Regions from separate parts of the Mus musculus genome. Here all the other regions are linked to region 1. A link is a contact called in public Micro-C and promoter capture Hi-C data. All regions are on one chromosome and are shown on one strand. The core of a region is the stretch at or near the end of the contact, and the rest is flanking DNA. Distances in the headings are between cores, read along the strand shown. Region 1 holds the start of Mtfr1l (mitochondrial fission regulator 1-like). Region 2 holds the start of Zfp593 (zinc finger protein 593). Region 3 overlaps Tmem50a (transmembrane protein 50A).

Evidence for each region. Promoter capture Hi-C pulls out the DNA fragments that hold promoters and counts their contacts. A called contact is a pair of places that touch in the nucleus more often than the background predicts.
Region 2: a Micro-C map of muscle stem cells shows a contact between it and region 1, with 6 times the contacts expected there. The contact joins the promoter of Zfp593 here to the promoter of Mtfr1l in region 1. A contact is called at or near these places in 2 of 484 Hi-C or Micro-C datasets (embryonic stem cells and muscle stem cells) and 2 of 9 other capture datasets (liver and pancreatic islet).
Region 3: a contact with region 1 is called in a promoter capture Hi-C map of liver, with 2.9 times the contacts expected there. The contact joins the enhancer-like site here to the promoter of Mtfr1l in region 1. A contact is called at or near these places in 4 of 39 promoter capture datasets (the 3T3-L1 cell line, cranial neural crest, liver and 1 more), 3 of 15 datasets of contacts at CTCF or cohesin (embryonic stem cells, large pre-B cells and pro-B cells), 46 of 484 Hi-C or Micro-C datasets (B cells, the Ba/F3 cell line, CD4 T cells and 30 more), 10 of 115 datasets of contacts at active chromatin or transcription factors (the SCID.adh cell line, astrocytes, bone marrow-derived macrophages and 5 more) and 1 of 9 other capture datasets (liver).

Annotation. Positions count from the first base shown.
Region 1 is chr4:134,534,113-134,537,118 of GRCm38.p6, forward strand. It overlaps Mtfr1l (mitochondrial fission regulator 1-like), which reads right to left and starts at 1,275. Exons shown (of 7, transcript NM_029759.4): 1 at 1,138-1,275.
Region 2 is chr4:134,243,668-134,246,963 of GRCm38.p6, forward strand. It overlaps Zfp593 (zinc finger protein 593), which reads right to left and starts at 1,924. Exons shown (of 3, transcript NM_024215.2): 1 at 1,637-1,924; 2 at 1,358-1,420; 3 at 1-1,263. The coding sequence starts at 1,836. The coding sequence ends at 1,122. It overlaps E130218I03Rik (RIKEN cDNA E130218I03 gene), which reads left to right and starts at 96. Exons shown (of 5, transcript NR_040436.1): 1 at 96-155; 2 at 237-308; 3 at 568-746; 4 at 1,240-1,435; 5 at 1,756-2,206. It overlaps Gm30191 (predicted gene, 30191), which reads left to right and starts at 3,281. Exons shown (of 4, transcript NM_001372229.1): 1 at 3,281-3,296.
Region 3 is chr4:134,896,116-134,899,259 of GRCm38.p6, forward strand. Tmem50a (transmembrane protein 50A) reads right to left here. Exons shown (of 7, transcript NM_027935.2): 7 at 1,734-2,361. The coding sequence ends at 2,316. It overlaps Rhd (Rh blood group, D antigen), which reads left to right. Exons shown (of 10, transcript NM_011270.3): 10 at 1-57. Among named protein-coding and RNA genes, the nearest start is that of Tmem50a, 17 kb to the right of the region's middle. Within about 2 kb of position 1,361, at least 2 of the 459 cell types and tissues checked have an H3K27ac peak or open chromatin away from gene starts, as enhancers often do. A contact at or near this core is called in liver, where this site is marked.

The DNA of each region.
Region 1 (3,006 bases), core at 25-2,524:
AAATCTTTCAACTCTCTTCTAGACTCCACAGTCCTGCCAGCAGGATATACCCCATCTTCCAGCTCTCTTAAGACCAAGCTCTAATACAGTTTGGCAAGTACACGATCTGCGACCATACTCACTCCCTAGTCTTCTGCTGGGGCCATGCTACTACCGGGCTACCAGCTCCCAACACACCTATCTGTGCCCCAGTCTATACCACTGCCTCTGTGGGACCCAACTTATCCAGCTTATCTCAGTCCCTCAGCACCCAGCTCATCCATCACTCTGTCCCTGGCAGCCTGGGGTTCGCAGTTCACTCCGTGGCAGCCTGGATCGCCTTCCGAGGGTGCTCAAAACAGAAATGGAAGTAACCGAACGGCCCATATCCCGGCCTCCGGCAGCCGCTGTAAGCACTTGGCTTGCTTTTAAGAAACCGCTGTAGGCGACACTAACTTGGCTTCGAGGCCCCGCCCCCCGCGTGCCCGCTAGACGCTCTAGCCGGTTCCGCAGCCCCGGCTCTCCCTCCGCACATCGGCGCTGCCGCAGCTCCTTCTGCGCTGGCCGTGCCCGCGTCTTCCCGTGCGGCCACTCTCGGCAGACCCTCTCTGCTCCGAGAGCGCCTCGACCCGGCAGGTCCTGGGCCAGGGAGAAACTTTAGCCCAGCGGTGCCCGGCGGACACCCGGGCAGAGCGCGCGAGGGTCTCACGAGGCGCCGGTGGCCAGCAAGATGCAGCCCCCTGCGCCCTCAACGACGGGTCCCCACCCCCGCGACGGCGACCCGGCCCGGGCCAAGGTCGGCCAAGTTCCTACCGCGCGTCCAGCGGCCCTTGGACCCGCGGGCCGGGCCGGGCCGCTCAGTAGCCTCCAGGCCGGCGTAGGTCCCAGATACGCCGCGCGGCCCGGGGCGTACCGCGCTCCAACGGCTGGGGCGACCCCAACCGCTGGGTGACACGGCCAGCAACTACGCCTGGGGACCAGTGCCCTCACCGAGGGGGGCAGACAGCGGCGACTCCCGCGAGAACTTGCACGGGAACAGGGAACGCGTGCTCCCCTGCGCCGGGACGGAGACGCCGGCGACGGCCCAGGGCGCTCACCGAGCCCGTCTCCTGTGGGACCCCGCATCGGGCTTAGCCCGGACTCCAGCGCCACACTCACCTCAGCCCCTCCTACCCCAGCGGGCGGCCCGGCCTCGAAGTCCCTCACTTCCGCTGACCCGCCTCCGGAAGCAATCATTTGCAGCTGCGCGGCGAGCACCACGCCCAGGAGAGGCGGGCCTAGAGAGGGGCCCGGAATGGACGCGGGCTCTGAGTGGACGGCAGACCGGCCAGGAGGCCACACCCCTCCCCGGGCCACGCCCTCACCCCTCCGGGGGAGGGCACGAAGTCTGTGCGCGCATCCCGCTGGAGTTTTCCTCCCAAGTTTAGTTGCTGCCGTAGGAGTTGCTTCCCGTGTTTAGTGTCAACAAACTTCTGGGAAGCGGTAGTCTGCCAGTGTTGCTGCTCAGCACTGGAAATAGTCCATACTCCTGCTGCAGATCTCCGAATCCTCTCATCTTGGCATTTCAGCCTTTCCTATCTAGTCTGGACCCTCGTCCCATTTCATGCTCCCCCAGATACATCCCCCAGCAAAAATGGCTGCTTTCGCCTTTCAGGCATGCCCTCCAGTGCTTCGGAATAGCTGTCTTCTATTTTAAAGTTCTCTGTCTCACACACGCTCATACACGTACACACGTGTGCAGCATAGTTCAGTCTGTTAATGAGATGGGTGGATTGATGGCACTCGGAGACACCAAAGCTCTCAAGGTCGCTCTTTCTACCGGTCTCCATGGCATCCAGTTAATGGGCATACACTTTCTTCTCTGCACGTGGCTTTGCCTGACTCACCAGTTCTCCCAAAGCCTATAATCCCCACCTGCCAGGGACAAATCTTTTGGATTCGTGGGTGGACAGCTTTGTGCAGTCACAATGGGCATTATGCCCAGACCTGCCTTACTACACCCATACATGCTTTATTTCTCTATTGTTGTCCTCTGGAAATTACAGTTATATGTTGCTGAAGAACGGGTACTCTTTGGGAAACGTGTCCTTAGGTGACTGAGTTACACAAACATTATAGAGTGAGTACGTACACACACCTACAGAATATACTACATCCTAGGTGAATTGGTAAAGCCTATTGCTCCAGGCTACAAAAACCTGCACAGTTGCAACTGTGCTAAATCCCAGGGAAGTTGTATCACAATTGTAGACATTTACTTCTAAACACCGGTAGGGCACATGCCAAGATAGATAGCTGGAATTTCTCAGCTCCTTTTTGATTGTTGGGTATCACTGTCAGATAGTCTATCAGCGACAAAGCCACTGATAGAACCTAGTGGGGAAACCCCCACTCAATTCCCGATTCGGTGTGCACCCAAAAAATCACGAAGGACCATCTTGATGGAATTAAATGAGGTCGTTTAATTACGGAGCTCCGGACCGACATGCATCCCACACAGGAGATAACGGATGTCGGCCACGAGGCTGGAAAGCTAGGGGTTTTTATGGGGTAAGGGGCTTAGGGGTGTGGAATTCAGCATAGCAACACACTATTGGCTTATTCAAACATCAGGAGAAAAATTACATGTACGTGCAGGGTGTCAGAGTTCTGTGAGTTGTTGACTCAGTTCAGATAGCCCTGTTATGTCCTCACATTCCTCTTTATCTTATGGTCAAGATGTTCCCAGGAGTGTTTTAACTACGGGGAATACCCAGGTTTGTTTTTCTCTTTTCTCAGCCCCAGACAGCCTCTAGGCTCACAAACAACCAGCAATTTCTGAGTACTTTATATGACTTACAGGTCTTGAAATTTCATCTTTCTTTCACCACCACTGTGTGGCATCTGACCATTTAAACGTTTCTTATGGGTTTGTGTGTATGTGTGTGTGTGTACTTCATTTTGCACTGCTCCCCATAAGATAAATAATTGGGGGCTGGAGAGATGGCTCAGCGGTTGAGAGCGCTGGCTGCTCTTCCAGAGGTCCTG
Region 2 (3,296 bases), core at 674-3,173, 290 kb before region 1:
GATCCCTCCTGACAGCTGCTCCTAAGGCTGGCAAGGCAGCAGCAGGCAGGGGGGGAGGGACCAGATTTAAAGATCCAGCCGCCCTGCCCCCTGCCAGACTTGGGTAAGCCGGCATCGGTGAGCATCCTCTGAGCATACAGTGCCCAGGCAAATAGGTCAGGGACCCCTATGCTCTGGTGTCCACTTCTTGGCACCCTGGGCGACACCCAGTCTTCATTTCTGTTCCCATTTCACAGGCCAACAGGGAGGACAGTGCCCCCACTATGAGATTTCGACGCCTGACTCCTGGCTACTTCCGGGTGCTACAGGTAAGGAAATCTACCTACCTCTTCCTCCCAACTTCCCCCAACGACACGTCTGATACCCCCAACAGTCAGGCTGTCACGTTCCCTGCTGCCTGACTAGCCGGGACCCAGATGGGCAGTGAGGCGAGAAGGATTGGGGTGGAATCTCCCTGGGGCAGAAATGGCGCCTGCATCTTCTTTACCCAGCTGCGCCATCTTATACCCTTCTTCCTGCCTAGAAGCCTCAGTTGACCCTTCACGTGCACCCTCTGTGCTCTCCCAGATGCAGGTGGCTGGGGAGCTGAAGGCAGAGCCCCGGAGTCCCCTGGTTGGGATTGTGGCTACATTGTTGGCTGTCCTCGGGTTAGGTGGCTCCTGCTATGCAGTATGGAAGATGGTGAAGCAGCGGCAACCATCACAGGCCCCGTGATGAGGCGGGTAGCCTCTCGCCCAGGCTTGGAGGTAGGCGATTCAGGGGAGGGGGCTGCAATATCCGAATCCCACTTTTTTCCCCTTGGGGATTAGTCTCAGCCATCGCTAGATCCTACTCCCAAGTTTTACGCTGTACCTAGCCAGACTCCAGCCTAGATCCAAAGAAGCAGGGGGAGGATACCCGTTCCAAAGCTGGACCTAGTAGGGAGTAGACATCTTGGCCCAGAAACCCCTGGTAAGGGAAGTTAGTATCGGAGGTGTGCCCTCTTGTCCAGGTCCTTTATTTTGGGCAGAACACCCGGAAGAGAGCATCTCCGCAAACCGGAAATCCAAAATACACACTCTCAGCTTGGCTGATGAACCACTGCCCATGGGCAGTTCCTCTGCCCTGCATCCTTAGGCCACTCAGGTGGACGTGTCCATCTCAGGGATATCAGTGGACACTTCTGTGGGCACGCCCAGCCGCTGGGGTTGAACATACGAGCCCATGCCCGCTGCCCTCTCAGCTTCTTCCTGACTGTAGGGTTCGACACTCAGCTGCTTCAGCCTGGGAAAAAGAAGAGTTGGAGATCGGAGCTCACCGAGTGCAAACCCTTCCTGCATGGCACCCATCCGCCAGTCCTCTACTGACCCCTCCATACCTTTTCTTGTGGTCTTTGGATCGGAAATGGGTCTTCAGGTTGGCTGAATCGATGAAGTACCTCCTGCAGGAATGTAGGGTGAGGGAAAGAGTGAAGGGGTGAGGTCTCTCACACCTCCCTGGCCCTAGCTCGTTCCCAGACATCGGATTCTGAACCCGAAGTGATAAGTGGCGGGTTGACCCAGGGATCCCAAGACAGAACCTTCTAGCGGCTCGCGGCCCGGACCTCGCTGCCCCTAGCTAGTACCTCAGACCCTGCTCCTCCCCAGGCTGGACTCACGCGCAAGCCAGACAGCGATGCAGGCCGCCCCCTGGCAGGTCCGGGTCGGGCTCCGCGTCCGGCTCCGGCTTGGGCCGCGGGAGCCCCTGCGGCCTCAGCTCGCGATGAATCTCATCCAGGTCCGGCCGCCGCTTCTTGGCCTTCATCTGGCGGGCTAAGGAATGTGCTCGGTGCGCGCCGGTCCGCCGAGAGCGACCCATGATCAGAGAGACACCCACACACAAGACCAAGAAACAGGGAGTAGGGAAAAGACCCACACGTGTTGGCGCTTCCGGGCCGCCCAGTGACGTCACGAGAGGCCCGCCCGGGGGCGGAGCAGGATTGGACAGACTGCCTCTGATGACGTCACGGTCGGGTTGGCCGTTTGAGCGCCCCCAGATGGTCGTCGATGATAGTGACTGGGCTCTCGCGGGGCGTGAGCGGGCTTGAGGGGAGCCGGTCCCACTATTCTGCCCGCCCCATCCTCACTTGCCGGTTTCCACACCCCGAATTTCAGTGGTAGGGGATGCTTTTAACGTCTCTGGAAGCACTGTTGCTTGTGCCATGAATAAATTACTTCATAAATGAGAATTAGTGTGGAATCATGGATGGGTCACCCAGAGATACCCCTAGGTTCTAACAAAGAGCCTTGTTCTCCTCACCTACCCCCCACTGGCGTTTCATTTTACATCTCTCCTCTGTTCTCCCTCCCCCACTCTCAAGCAAATTCCTGGGGCAAAAAGCAGAAAATTGTTTCACAAAGAATCTACCACCTAAGGGGTCTGTCCTTGAAGAGTGCTCAGCTCTTTTTACAAAAAGAGCTTTTTGTCTGTTGTTGGTTGGTTGGTTGGCTGCTTGCTTGCTTGGTTCTTCAGAACTGGGGTTGGTGTCCAGGGCTTCATATAATCCAGGCAGGCAGTCTAACAGAGGAGTTTGGGGTGGGGCACCACATCACTAGCCCAAGAGGAAATGTCCCTAGAAGAAGCCCCCCACCTTTGCTTTCTTTCTTTATGCCCAGGGAGGGCTGGCAGGAAAGGGGGAAATGACCAAGAAATGGTGCCTCTGCTCATCTTGGCCTGGTGCCTCTCAGGCTGGCCAGAGCCAGCTCCACTATATGGGGGCAGAGGACCTCAGCAATAATTAAGCATTCTGGCTCTTTGGAACCAGTTGCCAGGAAACAGGGAGTGAGGCACGTGCATCCCTGGGGAGAACAGGTTTCTAGGCCAGACCCGAAGTGAAATGGAAGCCCAGCGTGCTGACTGGAGGTCTGGGATCTTCCAACTCCAACTTATGAGGACTGGGTAGACACAGGGTGGGACCCTGATGAGGACCCAGCTAGAATGGCAGCGATCACAGGATGCATAGGTATGGCTCCTGGACTCAAGACTCCACTCAAGTGGAAAACTTTTTCTACAGCTATTGAGCCGCCATCAGTATTCCCGACTGCAGGCAGAAAAATGGACTCTCCAAAAAGCTGACTTTATTAACTTTGGCCAATTTGGGTCAAGACTTGGGGCTGAAATGGCACAAGCCTGCCCCAACCTCAGAATCCGTGGGATCAAGTTTACCTGCCTGGCACTGTGCCAGCTGGGGAGACTGGTGCATCTTTCATGAAGTCACCGGATCCCGGGGACAGGCTCTTGGTTCTTCCAAGTTTCTGGGACCAGAGCCACTGGTGCCC
Region 3 (3,144 bases), core at 111-2,610, 360 kb after region 1:
AGAGACTATTAATACTTTGGGATGAATACACCTCATTAAAGTTCTGGTCCAATTCTATCCACAAGGTCTCTTTCTTCTCACACTTAAATAAAACCTCTGCCCAGGTGGCTAACTCTTACCTCTGGTCACGGCACGCAGGCTTTGGATCCAGCGGTTTTACGAGGTCCTCAGCCTTCCCCAGGCTGTGCTTGTGGAGAGAGAGTGGGGCTGGTTGGGGAGTGAGGGAGAACACTCTCGAGTTCCTAAGAGGTAGACTCACCGGAGACCCCTGCCAAGTTCCACCCTCTGTGGAATGTCACGGGGGAAACAACAGCAAAGCTGTCCTTCTGTGTCCTGAAGAGCCAACGTCATTCAAACCCAAGGACAGTGGATGCGGAAGATTCTATACGTCTAATTGTCTACGACACTGATCACAGCTCCCAAAGGGCAATTGCAGAAGGTTAGGGCTTCAAGCTTAGCTTTGAAGAGTTTGTAGTATTGTGTGAGGTGGGAGCCCGAGGGTGTCACAAGAGCCTCCTCCAGTGGAGGACAGACCATCAGAGTCCCCGACAGCTGGTCTGTATCGTGGTAACAGACCCTGTGGTCTGCTAAATTCGGGTTATCTATTCAGAGATGAAAGGAATCAGAATTCAAGCAAATATCAAAACAAATTCTCACCTGAGTCAGACTGTGGAGCCCTAGAAATTGACACCTAAGTTACCGTCAAGTCTGTATACCCTGTCCTCTTTCCACTCCTGGCACGTGTGGAGTGTTTACCAGGATCGTGTGCCACAGCAGGTCACCTGTTCTTGCTCCCGATGTCCACAGGAGGGATGGGAGGCTGGCGGTAGCCTGGGCTTCTCTAGCATGTTCTTACATTCTCTGGGAGGCTCTCAGGCATCACTCACACTGAAATGTTTGCCCTTTCTCTTTTACCTTTGCTTGCATTTGTTTTCGTTCGGTATCTTCTGGACTGGCGATCTCTACATAGCCTCCTCTGCTGGCTTCAGGAAGTTTGCTCCTCCTCAGGGAGGGACATCTCCATCAGCTGAGGAGCCGGGCACTGGTCAGTCAAGTGAGTCTGGTGCATCTTGGGTCCTCAGTTCTCCTGGAAATCTCCAACAAATGAATGATCTCCATAGAAACCCTTCAGTTCCACAGTATTACGTTTTTAAATATGTAAGCAAAAAGGTCACTGACTGAACCCAGGGTCACTGACTGACTGCGCCCAGGGTCACTGTCTGTGTCCAGGGTAACAGATTGACTGTGTCCAGGGTCACGGACTGACTGCATCCAGGGTCACAGACTGACTGTGCCCAGGGCCACTGACTGCGCCCAGGGTCACGGACTATGCCCAGGGTCACTGTCTGTGCCCAGGGTCACTGACTGACTGCACCCAGAGTCACTGATTGGCTGTGCCCAGGGTTATTGACTGCGCCCAGGGTCACAGACTGTGTTCAGCTCCACTGTTTGGCCTGGGCACTCCTGCCAAGTCCACCATTATCCTGCCAGGATGGCACACATTACTCCTGACTCTAAAGTGCCACCTTTCACAGACTCACTAGCCTGGGCAGGACAGGAATTCTTGTCATGACCATGGAGATTCAAAGCTCTTTCTTCCCTTGCATGTTTTGAACAGCTCTCTGGTCAAGAGAGCCATGACCTGTGGTCCCAGGTTACCTTAGGCCATTAACATGAAAAGGAAGATGCAGTATTTCTGATCCAACTATATATAAGGTATAACGAGAAAGAACTCTGACCACTAAATAGTTTTTAATAACAAGAAAATGTTTACACATTATTCAACACCGGACATAGAAGAGGCCGCGTTAATAAACACTTTGGACCCCAGAGCGAATCCTCACCCCAAAGACTCCACCATTTCTCCATCAACAACTCTTTTGTTTTTTTGTTTTTTTTTTTTTGGTTTTTCGAGACAGGGTTTCTCTGCAGCCCTGGCTGTCCTGGAACTCACTTTGTAGACCAGGCTGGCCTCGAACTCAGAAATCCGCCTGCCTCCGCCTCCCGAGTGCTGGGATTAAAGGTATGTGCCACCACGCCTGGCCTGCATCACCAACTCTTTAGACCATGATAGAAGCTGGCAGAAGCGACTCACGTCAGCGGTTTCCTTTCCTGTGGTAAAAGCTGATGGGGCTCACGCCACACTGGGCTGCTGCAGTACACATAGGAGCTCTCATGATTCTAGCATTATACAATTTCAAGCTGAGATTATACTCAGAAATAAGTTTAGAAAACAGTATTACAAAAGACTGGGTGGGTGAGCAGGGTGCAAAAAGAAGCCCATGCACGGCGGCTGTGTTGCAGAAGCGACGTCTTCACTGCCACAAGTCCTCCGTACGGCCAAACTTGAAAACCAGCCCTCTGCAGACAGAACGAGAAGCAAACATGACTGCCTGGCTTGGGAAACTTCTAGAACGATGGGAAGCCTGTGACTTGCAGAGAAAGCACCCGAGAGCCACACACGCCAACTGTCCTAGAGACACGAATCGTTCATAATGTTCCACTGCTATTCCCTGTCACCGTCCCCAGACCTGCAGGTCAGTGGGGGGCGGAACTCAAGGCCTGGGGGTAGGCACGCTAGCACTGAGCTGCGACTCCGCCCCATCCACGCTCCTTATGGGCTGTCCTGGCGTGCAAGACCCAGACAGACAAGTAAGACATAGTGTCCCTCCTCGACCTGCTGGCATCCGATCACCTGTCACACTCCAAACACCAAGGAGGTCCAAGCCACAAGCTCATTCTCCTTGAATGAATTCAGCTCTTTTTGTTTTTATGAGATAGGGGTCTTAATGAGTAGCCTGGGCTGGCAAGGCACCTACGATCTAAACCAGGTTACCCTTGAACTTACAGCAATCCGTCTGCCTCTACCGTACAGTGCTGAGGGTCTAAGCACAAAGCTCTATGCCCTGCTGTCAGTTTCTGAATTTGTTTGAAGTGATTCAGAAGGGCAGGGCGGTGGCTCCACAGGTAAAGCATTTGCTGGGAACCCTGGCAACCCGAGTTCCCTGAACCACACAAAGGTGGTGAACCAACTGTTTTTTTTTTCTTTTGGTGAACCAACTGTTAACAGCGATCCTCTGACCTCCCTGTGCGGCAGCACGTGTGCACACGTGCACACTCACAGTCACACACACATTCAGTAAT